Regions from separate parts of the Rattus norvegicus genome. Here region 1 is linked to region 2. A link is a contact called in public Hi-C data. All regions are on one chromosome and are shown on one strand. The core of a region is the stretch at or near the end of the contact, and the rest is flanking DNA. Distances in the headings are between cores, read along the strand shown. Region 1 has its middle 16 kb from the start of Stoml3. Region 2 holds the start of Lhfpl6 (LHFPL tetraspan subfamily member 6).

Evidence for each region. A called contact is a pair of places that touch in the nucleus more often than the background predicts.
Region 1: a Hi-C map of hepatocytes shows a contact between it and region 2, with 2.3 times the contacts expected there. The contact joins the enhancer-like site here to the promoter of Lhfpl6 in region 2. A contact is called at or near these places in 11 of 12 Hi-C or Micro-C datasets (the A7r5 cell line, the Rat2 cell line, Schwann cells and 7 more).

The regions. Positions count from the first base shown.
Region 1 is chr2:139,736,239-139,742,514 of GRCr8, reverse strand. No RefSeq gene overlaps it. Among named protein-coding and RNA genes, the nearest start is that of Stoml3, 16 kb to the right of the region's middle. Within about 2 kb of position 2,679, at least 2 of the 93 cell types and tissues checked have an H3K27ac peak or open chromatin away from gene starts, as enhancers often do. A contact at or near this core is called in hepatocytes and liver, where this site is marked.
Region 2 is chr2:139,272,352-139,278,754 of GRCr8, reverse strand. Lhfpl6 (LHFPL tetraspan subfamily member 6) reads right to left here and starts at 1,945. Exons shown (of 4, transcript NM_001109183.1): 1 at 1,712-1,945; 2 at 1-359. The coding sequence starts at 173.

The sequences.
Region 1 (6,276 bases), core at 1,430-3,929, 460 kb before region 2:
TGGGGAACTGGGTCCAAGACACCAGGAAAGCTAAAGGCTCCCAGGACCCCATGGGGATGATATTGACTGAAATACCTCACAAAGGGGAGGGAGAACCTGTTGAGACCATATTCAGGGCCCCACTGCCTGACTTTAAGCAGTCAAATCTAAACCCCTTCTTTCTTCCTTATGATCTGGTTGTCAGGTATTTGGAAATAGCCAGGAGAAATCTAACAACTACAGGATGAAAACTGTTGCACAATTTGTCTGCCAACTGTTTCTCTGTCCCCCTGCAGACACAGCTGTCTTAATGGTTGTGCCTACCCATGGGCCCCTTGCCCTGGCTTTGGGGCTATGCTGGGCAGCAAGGGTTAAGCCAAGGTGAGTCAGCAGGGAGCTGGGGGCGGGGCAGCGCGAGGCAGGGGGATGCAAGCCAAACTCACAGAAGTTGAGCTCACATTTCACCACACAGGGTTTTCTTGTGTGAGCGTACAGCTTGCTACCCGAGAGTCAGAAAGACTCAAATTTCACACAACATTGGCTTTTTGTGGATCTTGTGTACTTGTTTGTTTCTTACCTTGTAACCCTAATGGGGGTGGCTCTTGGCTATTCCCCTAGAGTGAGAAATGCACATCCACTCTCTCATCTTGCTTGTGTTTGTGTGCACCCCCACTCCCATACTGACCACTAAGCCTACACACAGTGTATGTGGCCACTCCCATACTGGCCACATACATGCTAGGCAAGTGCTCTAGCACCAAGATTATTTTCTCAACAACACAGTCTTACTCCTGATGCATCTGTGTGCCTCTGCTCAATTCTTTGGGGACCTAGAACCTAGCACCCCAATATCATATGATAGTTGGTAAGACAATTGAATCACATGATGCAAAGAATACTGAATACCCTCTTGAATACTGATGCAAAGAAGTCCTGCTTCACAGCTAAGAGAGGTTAGTTACAGTTTCCGTCCTTGGCAGTCTACACTCCAAGATTTTTCTTCAGACTCTTTTTTGGTTTTGTTTTTTTTTTTTTGTTTTGTTTTGTTTTGTTTTGTTTTTCTGTTTTCTTTTTTTCGGAGCTGGGGACCAAACCCAGGGCCTTCCGCTTGCTAGGCAAGCACTCTACCACTGAGCTAAATCCCCAACCCTTCAGACTCTTTATAGTCAAGTGCACCTAATTCTCTTCAGGGGGTCTTCGTTTAGTCAGCCTTTAGTAAAAGCAAAAGTTATACAATGTATAAAGAAATAATCACCATTAATTTTATGAGGCAGAGACACTTGAAGCTGCAGGAAGTTGTCTTGTCTTGGTTTGTTTTAAGACAGGATCTCACTATGTAGCTCTGGTTGCCCTGGAACTTTCAACTCACAGAGATCCTCCTGACTCTGCCTCTGGGGTGCTGGGATTAAAGACCTCGTCCATGTAGCCAGCTCCAAGCCAGCCAGAGTGACAAAGTAAGCGCCAAAACCAAATACATGGAAACGTAAAATAAAATAGAATATATCTAATCTTTCAAAACTTATCCCAAAAGAAAGTCATCCCTTGGCGATGAAATAAACTCTACTGAAGCAATTTTAAAATCATGTTCACTTTCTATGACTTTTTTATTGTTATTATTATTTGCGACAAGTTGTTCGAGCTGGGGAAAAATTACAAACAGTTCTTAATCACTATGGCTCTTGGGACTTGCAGAGTGAAAACATGCAATTCACAGAACGACCTCCCCAGTGACTTCGAAGGTGTTACCAGTAAGCAAATTAGCCTGTGGTCTTCTGCCCCCGCTGTGCCTCTGGCCCTGACAAATGTGTGAGGGGACTGAGAATGGCCAACATTTTAACAGGACATACTGGTGTCCAGAGAGCTGGGCCTGGGCTGGTACCTTTGCCCTGTGTTGCTGTCACGCTGCAGCTCTTTCTTGTTTTCTACATCCGTGTGGGTCCTAATTTTCAGTCTTGAGGGGATTTCTTCCTAGAGTTACTAGAGCAGCTCATTTTGCTGGAACAGCGAATCAAGTGCATAGCATAAAAGCAGGATCTGCCTTCCTTTATGAATGACCTAGGCTCCTTCTCCAACGCAGCCTACATTCTAAAGTTCTTATCATGGTCACCTAGAGTCTCCGACCCTCCTGAGAGAGTCCCTGCTGACGGTCAGGGACAACCACTAACTAATTGCATATGAATGTTGGTTATGCCTTTAAAGTAAATGTAGTGCACGACTCTAAATTTTGGTTTTTGTTGTTGTTGTTGTTTGTGTAGCTTCTATGTCTCTCTCTGGGAATTTTGATAGCTGTGGAGTTACTGTAGCTTGCATGGTGTGTGTGTGTGTGTGTGTGTGTGTGTGTGTGTGTGTGTGTGTGTGTGTGTGTGTCCTCTAATGGCTGACTTCTCCATGGTACAGAAAGGCCTTTCTAAGCAGCAGGCGTTGACTTGGAAGACCTCAGGCTTTAGCAGTGACCTTCTTATTGTTGTCATAGCTGATGCCACCAATGCCCTCGAGTATGTTCATCGGCAGGGGAAACACAATGGTGGAATTCTTCTCCGTGGCCACCGTGGTCAAGGTCTGCAGGTACCGCAGCTGGAGGGCGATGGGGGACTCAGCCAGCACCATGGAAGCCGACTTCAGAGACTTAGAAGCGTTCATTTCTCCCTCAGCTGCAAGGACCTAGAATGAGAGAAACAAGAGTTGACAACTGCTCGGTATCTGCAGCTTTCTCTTTCTGGGCGCGTGTTCCCAACTTGTCGCCTGTGTTTATCCCTGCTCATTTTCTTAGCAAAGACAAGGTTTTCACATCCCAGAGGATTTGAGAAAATTCTAAATGCTTCACAAAGCGAGTGAGCTGTGCTGTCTGTAGCTGGGGTTTTTGGTTTTTGGTTTGTTTGTTTTGTCTATTTGAGGGAATGCCTCCATTAAATTGCCAAGTCTGTGGGGTTGTTTTTTTTTTTTTTTATTAATGATTGACACGGGAGGGGCCAGGCCTCTGTGGGCAGTGCTATCACTGGGCAGACGTCCTGATTGTATAAGGAAGCAACCTGAGCAAGCCATGAGGAGGGAGCCAGTAAGCAGCGCTTCTCCGTGGCCTCGGGTTGGTTCTGGTTGTGGTCTTTATCACGCCCACAGAGAAGTAGACTAGGACACTAGGGATAAATATTTTGCAAATTATTAGTCATCGAATTTGATTTTCAAACAGATAAATGCAGTGTCATTTGAGCAGATGAAGACTTGACCACCTAACCTGGGAATGGACTTGAGGCCCTTTGGGGTTTCATTGTCTATTTATATTCATTTTTGGAGGAATCCAAAATTCAGATTCTCCTTGAACTGTTTTATGTTGTTGTTTTTACAAGATGACATATTTTATTTGGTTAAATATTTATTATTATTATTATTAGTGTGTGGACTGCAGGCACATCACGGAACATTCGTACCGTGGATTACAGGGCTCCATCCCAGGTGTTCAGGTTTGTATGGCGAATGCTCTTCCCGGTTGAGCCATCCCTCTGACTCATTTCATTCTGTTGCTGAGCTAATCTCATTCTAATGATGCCAGAATCGATTCTATTCTCTCCGACTTTGATCATAGCAGTAATGAGCCCCAGCCCAGTAACCCTCCCTGGGACCCTGTCTACTGACTGTTCTTATAAATTCTGAGATAACTTAAGAGGAACTCTGGCTGGGGCTCAACTGACCCATCTGGGAGCTTTCTGTGGGCCCCAGGAGTCCCTACCCAGCAGCTGCTGGTACTCAGTAGACAGAGAAGCTAGGACTAAGGAATGAGCAGAGAGAAAGCTTCCTTAGCCACAGGGGGATTCCTATGAGTAATGCCTGGAGATTTCCAATCTCTTGAACTTCGGTCAATTTACACAGAAACAAAGGGGACGGCAGATTCTAGGACATGCAGGGCCAAACTGAGTTTTGCACGTTCGAATCCCAACCTGCCTTGTATTTACTCATTCATTTGAATTTGGTAACAGTTACCACACTCAAATAACAATGCTTAAGACGTAAGCACCAGGTTGGCTATTTCTGAAATGTCAGTTTGTAATGATGGTGGCTCCCGGATGGCTCTGGGTTCTGCTTCACGGGAATTTAAAGTGCTTTCTTTAGTCAAACTCTCCAGAAGACCTGCTGTGTGGCCACAGTTCATCAGAGTTGCTGATGACTCCAGGCACAGCAAACAGAGTCTTGACCTACTATCAAGCTTCCTCGGGGTACATAAACCGCTCACTACCTTTTAGGGATTTTCTCCGAAAAGATAAGTCTGTGAACGGAATCTCTTTTGGAACAGTAATTGGCATTCTATTCTTCCCTCAGATCCACTCTTGTTCCCCTCCATGCTAAGAGCATTTCTTACCTTGGCTCTGGCTTCCCGGGTAGCCTCAGCCTCAGCCGCCATGGACCTCTGCAGCTGCACCGGAATCCGGACATCTTTGATCTCCACCCGGGCCACTCGGATTCCCCATAGCTCAGTGGCATCATCAAGCAAGGTCTGTTTCCAGAAGAAAAGGCGTTGATCAGAAGACACTTGACCCAAGTGTCCGGTACATTTGGGGAGGCTGTCTTTTCTAAGCTCATAGGTCAAATTGGGAATTGACTATCCTGAAGGTTTCATGTACAAACCTGGAGCTGAGGAAACGGCTCCGTTGGCAGAGAGCTTGCCTAGCAAGCAGAAAGCCCTGGGTTTGATTCCAGGAATTACATTAACTAGGTAGAGTGGTCCCAGCACTTGGGAGGCAGAGGCAGGAGAATCTTAAGTTCAAGGCCATCCTCAGTGATATGGGGAATTCAAGGCCCACCTGGGATACATAAGACAGGGTCTAAAGAGAAAGCTTTCACACGCAGAATCTTGATATAACACCGATTAGTCAACGGAAAGAGTCCACCCTATAACCTCCCTAAGAAATCATATGATCTCCTTACAGACCTCACCAAGTGTTCCAGACGTCAGTGCACAGGCTTCTCAGACAGACCTGGGTTTGTCCTGGCCGTACAATTAGCAGCTGTGATTCACTGCATCAGCTTGATAACCCTCGATCAGCTTGATAATCTCAAGTTTCCTCACCTAGGCTTCCTGTCAGCGTTGGAGGTAACACACATAATGACCTCCTGACCCCCAAAATCTTTGTCTTGCTTTCTTAAGCCTCTGCCTCGGAGCAGTAAGATACTAACATTTTAAAGCAAGCGATGTCTTAGAATATATTTTAAATACATTTTAAAAGTCTGTCCTTTATGCAGACTTTAAACTGTGGAAGACGTGTCGCAAGTCACCCCAGAGACAACCAAGGATGGCAAAGTCTTAGGAGGAGGAGCTGAGAACTCAGCCACCAATGAGCCAGTGGTCTCGCTCCTGGCTGTGCTGACTCCAGGGCGAGCCTGCCTACGATGCTTGAGGTCCTGCCTCTGGGGTGCTGCCCAATTATCAGGCCTCTTACTGATGTTCTTAGGCAGAGCTGATGGGAGCTTGGCCATCCTACCTTACAGACTGCAAGGGAAGTCATGAAGTATTCAGGTTGAACTTCCTTCTAAGTTACAGAGAGGAGGCTCAGAATCACACAAAGTCATGGATATAAGAAAATACAAAAATGCTAATTATGAACGAGAATTGACACCGGTGAGGCCAGATTTGTTACACATTCAATGGTTATTTTTAGGGGTGATTACCGATACTGGTTACAGTGTGAGGTTTAAATTGTCCAAATATCTCCCAGTTTCATTATCTCAAATGAACCTTCCTGTTTTACTCCACTGAAATGTAGGGGTCCGGGGACTGCCAGATACCGGTTGTACTTCTTTTAGGGTAATTTATTCTGAAAATAAATATGGCTTGTAAACTCTTTTAAGGTTAAGTGTGCAGTGTTTCTTCATAATTTCTAACTTAAAGATAAAAGATAAGAGGAACGATTCGCACAGCTCCTTTCTCCAGGAAAACATTTAATGTTTTGCCTACACATATGTCAATATACCACATGTGCGCCCTGTACCCAAGGAGACCAGGAAAAGGCATCAGATCCTCTGAAACTGCAGTTACTGATGGGTGTGGACCACCATCTGGGTGCTGGAAGTCAATCCCAAGTCCCCTGCAAGAGCAGCAAGCACTCTTAACGGCTGAGCGATCTCTCTAGCCCTACGCAAATCTTTAAATTTAGCCTTTGTGATGACAGACAGATGGTATTACTAGAGGAAAGGAAACCCATCTTGAGAGTGCAGCTCTGCCCGTGCCGGGGAGTCTCTGCTCTGCAGTATTGATAGTGGCCGTCAGTGGCCTGGGGTGGGGGAATTCAAGATGTGGGCTCTGAGTAC
Region 2 (6,403 bases), core at 696-3,195:
CTCTCATCGTGTACGGGATAGGAGCACCTCCGGAAAGTGCCAAAGGACACGGGCTTGCCTAGCTGAGATCCCCAGAGCCAGTAAGGCATGAAGAACCCCACACAGGATGTGGCAGCGGAAAGGAAAGAAAGCAAAGCCCAGATCACTCCAGTACAAGTCAGGCTGGATGCCATTTTCCAACATGCAGTGCAACGAGGACCCAGTGGGATCGTCCCGAAGGTGTGAAGGAAGGCGTGTGGTCACCAGAAACTCCCGGGGAGTCCACAGTTCTTCAAGGCCTTTGTAGCTACTTGGCTGCAACAGATCTTTTGGTCTTGCCTCGATTAGCTTCTCATGCTTTATGGTAATGATGGCGGCCCCTGGTAAAACAGAATGGGAAACAGTGAGAGTTAAGCATGTCTAGCGCATTCCTATGTCTCAAGAAGCGCCAGGATTTTCAGTTAAGAAACTTCAGATTTCCCTCAATGCTTCAAAGTGGAAAGAGCTAATTCTCTCCATACACCTGCATCTCTGCAAAACATTGTATCCCTACACAAGTTTGTCAAACTAGCACAAAGCTCTTCCCCGTGTCCTTAGCTCCTGTAAAACACTTCCAAATTAACTCTGACAGCTATTTACGCAAAGAAACGAATGGCTTCTATTTGCCAAGCCAGTGGATTCCCTTCTCATGCTCACATTAAAAGCAGTGTAGCATTTTTACTAGCAGCAGACATAATTCCGGTTAGTAAGATAAAATGAACCATACAGTGGTTTGTTTATTTGGCTTTCCCGTTCACACACTTAGTTTCTAGCAACTGCTCGGCATCACTTGATGGGTGTGCCAACCGAGCGAAGTGATGGGGGGGGGGGGGAACTTCTTACAGTTACAGAGCACTGTGAATTTAACTAACAGTATTCGCCACCCAGGTGTGTCTGCATTGGCTAGACCAAGAAGAGTTACACTCCCAGTACTCGATAACACTGAGAACACCTTCCGTCTTAATCTTCGGGGGGTGGGGGGCAAATGCAAGCCTCTTATGTTCACACCTATTTTGACTCATTGGCTCCTGTGATTTCACCTGCTGGTTATTTCAGACCGGGCACTCACATTTTCCCAAAACTCAATGTCAAAAGTCAACTGCTATTCAAGGGGTTGGACGAGGTGGGCTGACTTGCACACCTGACTACACTTTTCACAAAGAACACAGAAGAGCACCCGCCCTCGGGTGGGTTCCGTCTGCAAACTGCTTCCAAACTCCAGCTTCAGAACCTACAGCAAACTCTTGTCTCCTACACTTCTCTCGTCCTCAGTTCTGGATTCTACCCAAAGGGAGCTCCCTCTGGCTACGGTTTTTAAAATCTTGTCAGCTGTGAGCAGAGGCTGAAGTTGAGTTTGGGGGTTACCAGCAAAATGGGGGGTGGAAGGGAAGCTCTTCCGCAGCTAGAGTGAGTTGTCCTAGTCCAGATCAACTCAAAGCCACCACCCCACCCCACCCCCAAACTGCTAGACGCACCCACCGCACCCTGGGGCACACAGGGACACACACAATCATCTCCGGATGCTTGGCGGCTCGGGGAAGTTCTTGCAGCCGGCTCTGAGAAAGGAAAGGCTAAGGATGCGAAGGAAGGTAGCACCCCCCGGAGGCCGACAGGACCTCAGCTGAACCTTGCGGCTCGGAAAGACAGGAGGGACCCGGGCGCGGGGCACGGGGCCGCGGGGCGCGCTACTTACCCGGTCGGGCGGCGGCCGCGGTCCCTCCCGGTCCCTCGCGGTCCCAGGCGCAGCACAACTTGCTGTCTTTCCCTGGCGGAGACAACGCGGCACCGAAGACTGTCTTTTTCGCCTTCGACACTATCCCGACGGAGATCAAGGCGAGTCTGAGAGCCGGGGTGGAGGGTCAGGAGGACCCGCCTGGAGAGCCCGCCGGCTGTGGCGGTGCGGCCCGGGAGCACCGTGGATGCCGGCTCCAGCTTTGGCAGGCAAGGCACGCGCCGCCTCCTCCCCGCCCTCCCCTTGCCGCTGTCCCCTCCCCTCGGCCCCGCCGCGCAGTCCTGGACGCGCGAGAGTGGGGGCGGCAGACACACTGAGAATCCAGGGAGAAAGTTGCTCCCCTTCTCCGCTGCTCCCCGGGGGCGCCGAGGCCACACCCGACCCCTGTTTGGCTTTTCTGGGTCAAGCGCTGGGGTCTGGGGCTGCAGTGTTCACACAGCCTTTATGAGGACAAGGAAGGGAACTAGACTCAGAGAAGGGTAGAGCAATGTCTGTGAGCTTTAAGGGGCTCTTGAGACGTGGTCACTTTGGAGGGCAGAGACCATGACGGGTGTGGACGTAGGAATGAGAAGGCTGGGCACGCCACGCAAGGCTGCTGGATTCTGTGGGGGCAAGCCAGAGAGAAGGAAGGCAACTCCAAACCTTTGGGAACTTCTTTTACCCCACTCCTTTACCTCCTCCTCTCACCCTCTCCATTTTCCACTACCCTCCTTTCGCCTCCCGCCCCCTTCCCTTTCTCTTACTCCACTTCCCCAACCCATGATCAATCTTAACAATCTACACAACCTTTGGATTTCCTTTCTGAAAATCCTCTCCTTTTGATTTCTTCTCAGGACCTACCCTTAGTTCTGACTTGCCATCACCATTTAACCCTTCAGAAGCCGGAGCTGTGTTCTGTGGGTGACTGACTGACCCCTAGAGTCTCCACAGAGGACAGTTATTTTAGGAAGCTGCCATCTGGGACCAGCAACTTTTGAAGCACACACTTTCCCAGACACAGTTTTTGTGATGCGCCTTTTCAAAGCAGCTGGAAGTAATAAATGGGTAGAAATATATTTCATAATAAAATTTCGAGTGCACCGTTTAATTAGGCAGCATCAGCTGGAGACAGTTTGTTTCAAGACTCTTTGAAAGGTTTTAAGGGACGGTCCCAAGCCTTTCCTTTGCAGGAATGTGATATAGGTAATAAGCGTCCCAGGAAAACAGTGCAATATACATTAAGCTTATCACAATATTCTTGATGAAGAGAGAATAGTTCCTGGGAGACATTTGGCAGAGTCTGGAGATGTTTTGGGAAAGCATGACCCATAGACTGGGAAGGTCCACAAAGTCCAGGGTCTGCTCTGAAACTACACAGGGCACACCCAGAACAATCTAGCTTGAAGTGTGAATATAGCCAAGGCTGGGAAGTCATGTTTCAAAATGTCACATGGTTTAGCTTGCCGATGAGTCTCAGATTTAGAGGTCTGGATTTGAAGTTTTCCTTTGTCAACTTATGTTTTAATTCTGCGTGTGCAAATCACCAGTTACTGAGCGTGAAGGCCATACAATAACAGGTTCGACTTCTAGCTCAGCACCACCGCCTGGCTATCACATATCTCATATCTATGTAATGTGGAGGTGGCAGATACCAGCACTGACAAAATTATACAGTGGCGGCCAGGCTCACCCACACATAGACACTCACACACTACCCACTGGAAAGCCAGTCTAGGACACTTTCTCAAGCTTAGAGGAGCTTTAGAGAGTGACATGGATCGTCGAGGAGCCATCAGTCGTGGTCATGCCAACTGCAGCTTCTCTCACTACCGCATGTCAGTACACTAGCTTTATGAATAGATGACTTCATCTAATTCTCCAAAAAGGGGAGAGAAAAAAGCTATGGAGGTAGTTATCACTTTACAGAGAAACAACTGATTAATCTGTAAGCATATGATTAAAACATGGACTTCTTTTTAAAAAAATCTCACTATTTGCATTCTATTAAGTAATGTAAATATTATCAGAGAGGTTGGGCTAATATGCAAAAGGAAGAAATGGAGAAGTCAAAAGCTTAGAATCCTGTCAGTATGAAATATTAATTATGTGTGGAGTCCTTGTGTGCTGCATTCCTGGGACTCGACATTTCAACTCAAGTGAGTCTGTTGCCTCATTTGTAAATCAGGGCTCGAAACCAATTACATTTAATGTTTCTGAACTGTCAGTGTGAAGACAATATGGGCACTCCTACCTTGGAGAAGGGAGGTAGGGGTCATCTAATCTCGTGCAAGTGTATGACTGCACAGATGAGGTGACAGGCTCCAGACCCTTCCCGTATCTCACTCAAAGCAGGCTCTAACACCACGAGTCATTCCTTTTTCATTCCACCATATAATCACCTTCCCAAACTATAAGATCTTCTGAATTACCCTCCAGATTCCAGCATGTAGACGTTACAAGCACATGCGTTATAGTATCTTTAAAAACCTTTGCATTCGACTTACATCTTCAACGGATCTTCAAGCTTCTTCACAGCCAGAAGTTCCCACACAGCAGATGCTGGTACACCTCCTGTTCCAGGCTCTGGAGCAGAATGTTTGGCTTAAGTAGGGCTATTGAGTAGGGAGATGCGATCGTGAAGGTATGGGAGATGTGGGTGTATGGGAGACCGTGGGCATTCGTGACTACACTTTCAGTTGGCTATCCAACACGAACTTGCACTCCCACAGATGCTTTTCTAACTTCCCTTAAACTCAGTGGTGGTTACACAATGCTCCTGTAGCCAATGAAGAGGCCAACTAAGGAGGCCTTGGGGAAAATATTCTGTGCTTAAGCAGGGAAGCTTGAGAGAATGTTTCTCCCATCTTCCTGCTGTCTTTGCTCATGTTCTTATAGCATTAAATGTTTGGCATTATAACAGCCATCTTGTATCCATGAGGATGGGAAGGTTATGGAGACATGACCTCAAGACACTTACACTGTCAGCTCTTTAATTCCTTTTGAATTTTCTTTCTGCTGCAAACATGGGCATGCGCCCTCATGCCCAGACCCTTGTGAATATTTTCAGGTAAACAATAAAGAGTTCATATGGTTTAAATCACCGTAAGTTGAGTTTTTTCTTCTAATCACTGTATCTCTCACTGAGCCCTACATGTACTGCACATGCTCAGTGACAGTAACACACATGAGCCAGCCTGGTACTGTGGTGCTTGGCATTGTGGGTATAGCAGAGTCCTCACTAACTGAACGTGAACAGAAGAATTAGTGAACATATCAACATCGTGTGGTTGCTGTACTTGCTGGGGTGCAAGTGGAATTTCCTTTAAACAAAGAAAGTGTGCTATGCGAAGTCACTGACGTAGTGGTGAAACGCAGGGAGCAGAATCAAGCACTTCTGATCCCTGGGGAGAGAAACAAGAGATGTCTTTAGTTCGTATCTGTTGGGATCAACGTTGTCTAGCTCCTTCACCCTCGTGGCCTGTTACCTCTTCCCTGTCTTTCTCTCTTAAGGAAGCAGCAGAGGCCAAAATCTCCATTTCCAGTCTGCTTGTAGGGTCAGGTGGTGATGTCTCAGCTCTGAGAAGTGATGATGGGGCCTTTGCATGCAGTCTTTCCTGGGCCAAAATCAGATATGGTGGCCATCTAACTGCACCGTACCTGTGTTCTGGTCATGGGATGATAGGTATGATGATAATAGTCGACATTGCAGGAATGAGGAGACAGGATATAGAAAGACTTGGGATTCTTGATGCCTTCAGTGACTACCGGATTACATCTGGGGCATGGGAGATAGTCACTGTATTTGAAACACAAGCTTTCTCAAAGCATAGCAATAGAAACTAGGATAGTCTTAAAAACCATTTATAAAAGTCAGATGTGTGAACGATCAGAGGGAAGTTCTCAGTGTTGTAAGTTCGTCTGATCCAAAAGGTTTCCCTTGAAACACAGGCAGAAAGACTGTTGGTACCAAGGAAAACTGTAGACAGGAGAGGTGCTGGCGTGACCAGGGAAGAGAGGTTTACCTGGCTATTGCTCCTGCAATGCCCACCAGCTCCTCACCAATGAGAAAACACACACGTGTTCCTGAAGGGCACTGTGGATCACCCCTCAGACGCTCCACCCCGCACAGCAGCAGCCAGTGGTCAGAATGGAAGCAGTGAACTACTTTCTTTCCCTCATTGTGAGCTAATCCATCGGCTTCATCCCATCTTGAGTCTGATTTGAAAGGCCGCTGTGAAGGTATCTTACTACATTTTGTCAGTCTCAGACACGGGGAACAAGGTTCCTGGCCCCTATGAGATTGTGTGGGCAATACTAACTAACATGCCATGCATACGCTTAGCATAGCTGTACCAAGTAGGGCCGCCTATCCCATTTCCTGTGAATGTCACTTAATGCTTTTGTAGACTCAAGTCACCTTACCCCACAGAAGTTGTACTTGTCTACTTATGTACAATTTCTAAGCATTCTGTATGACTCTAGTCCCTAGATCACTCGTGGAAATAATGTGCATGCTGCCTCTGACCTGCTCCCAGCAGTGCTGTCTACAAATTACCTTGGAAATGTAAAATGTCATGTAATTTCTATATATTATCCCTTTACACATTAAAGTAGCAGACAAATTTTAAATCAATAATTTATTCATAAGTTGGAAAATGTGAGGTATTAAATCAC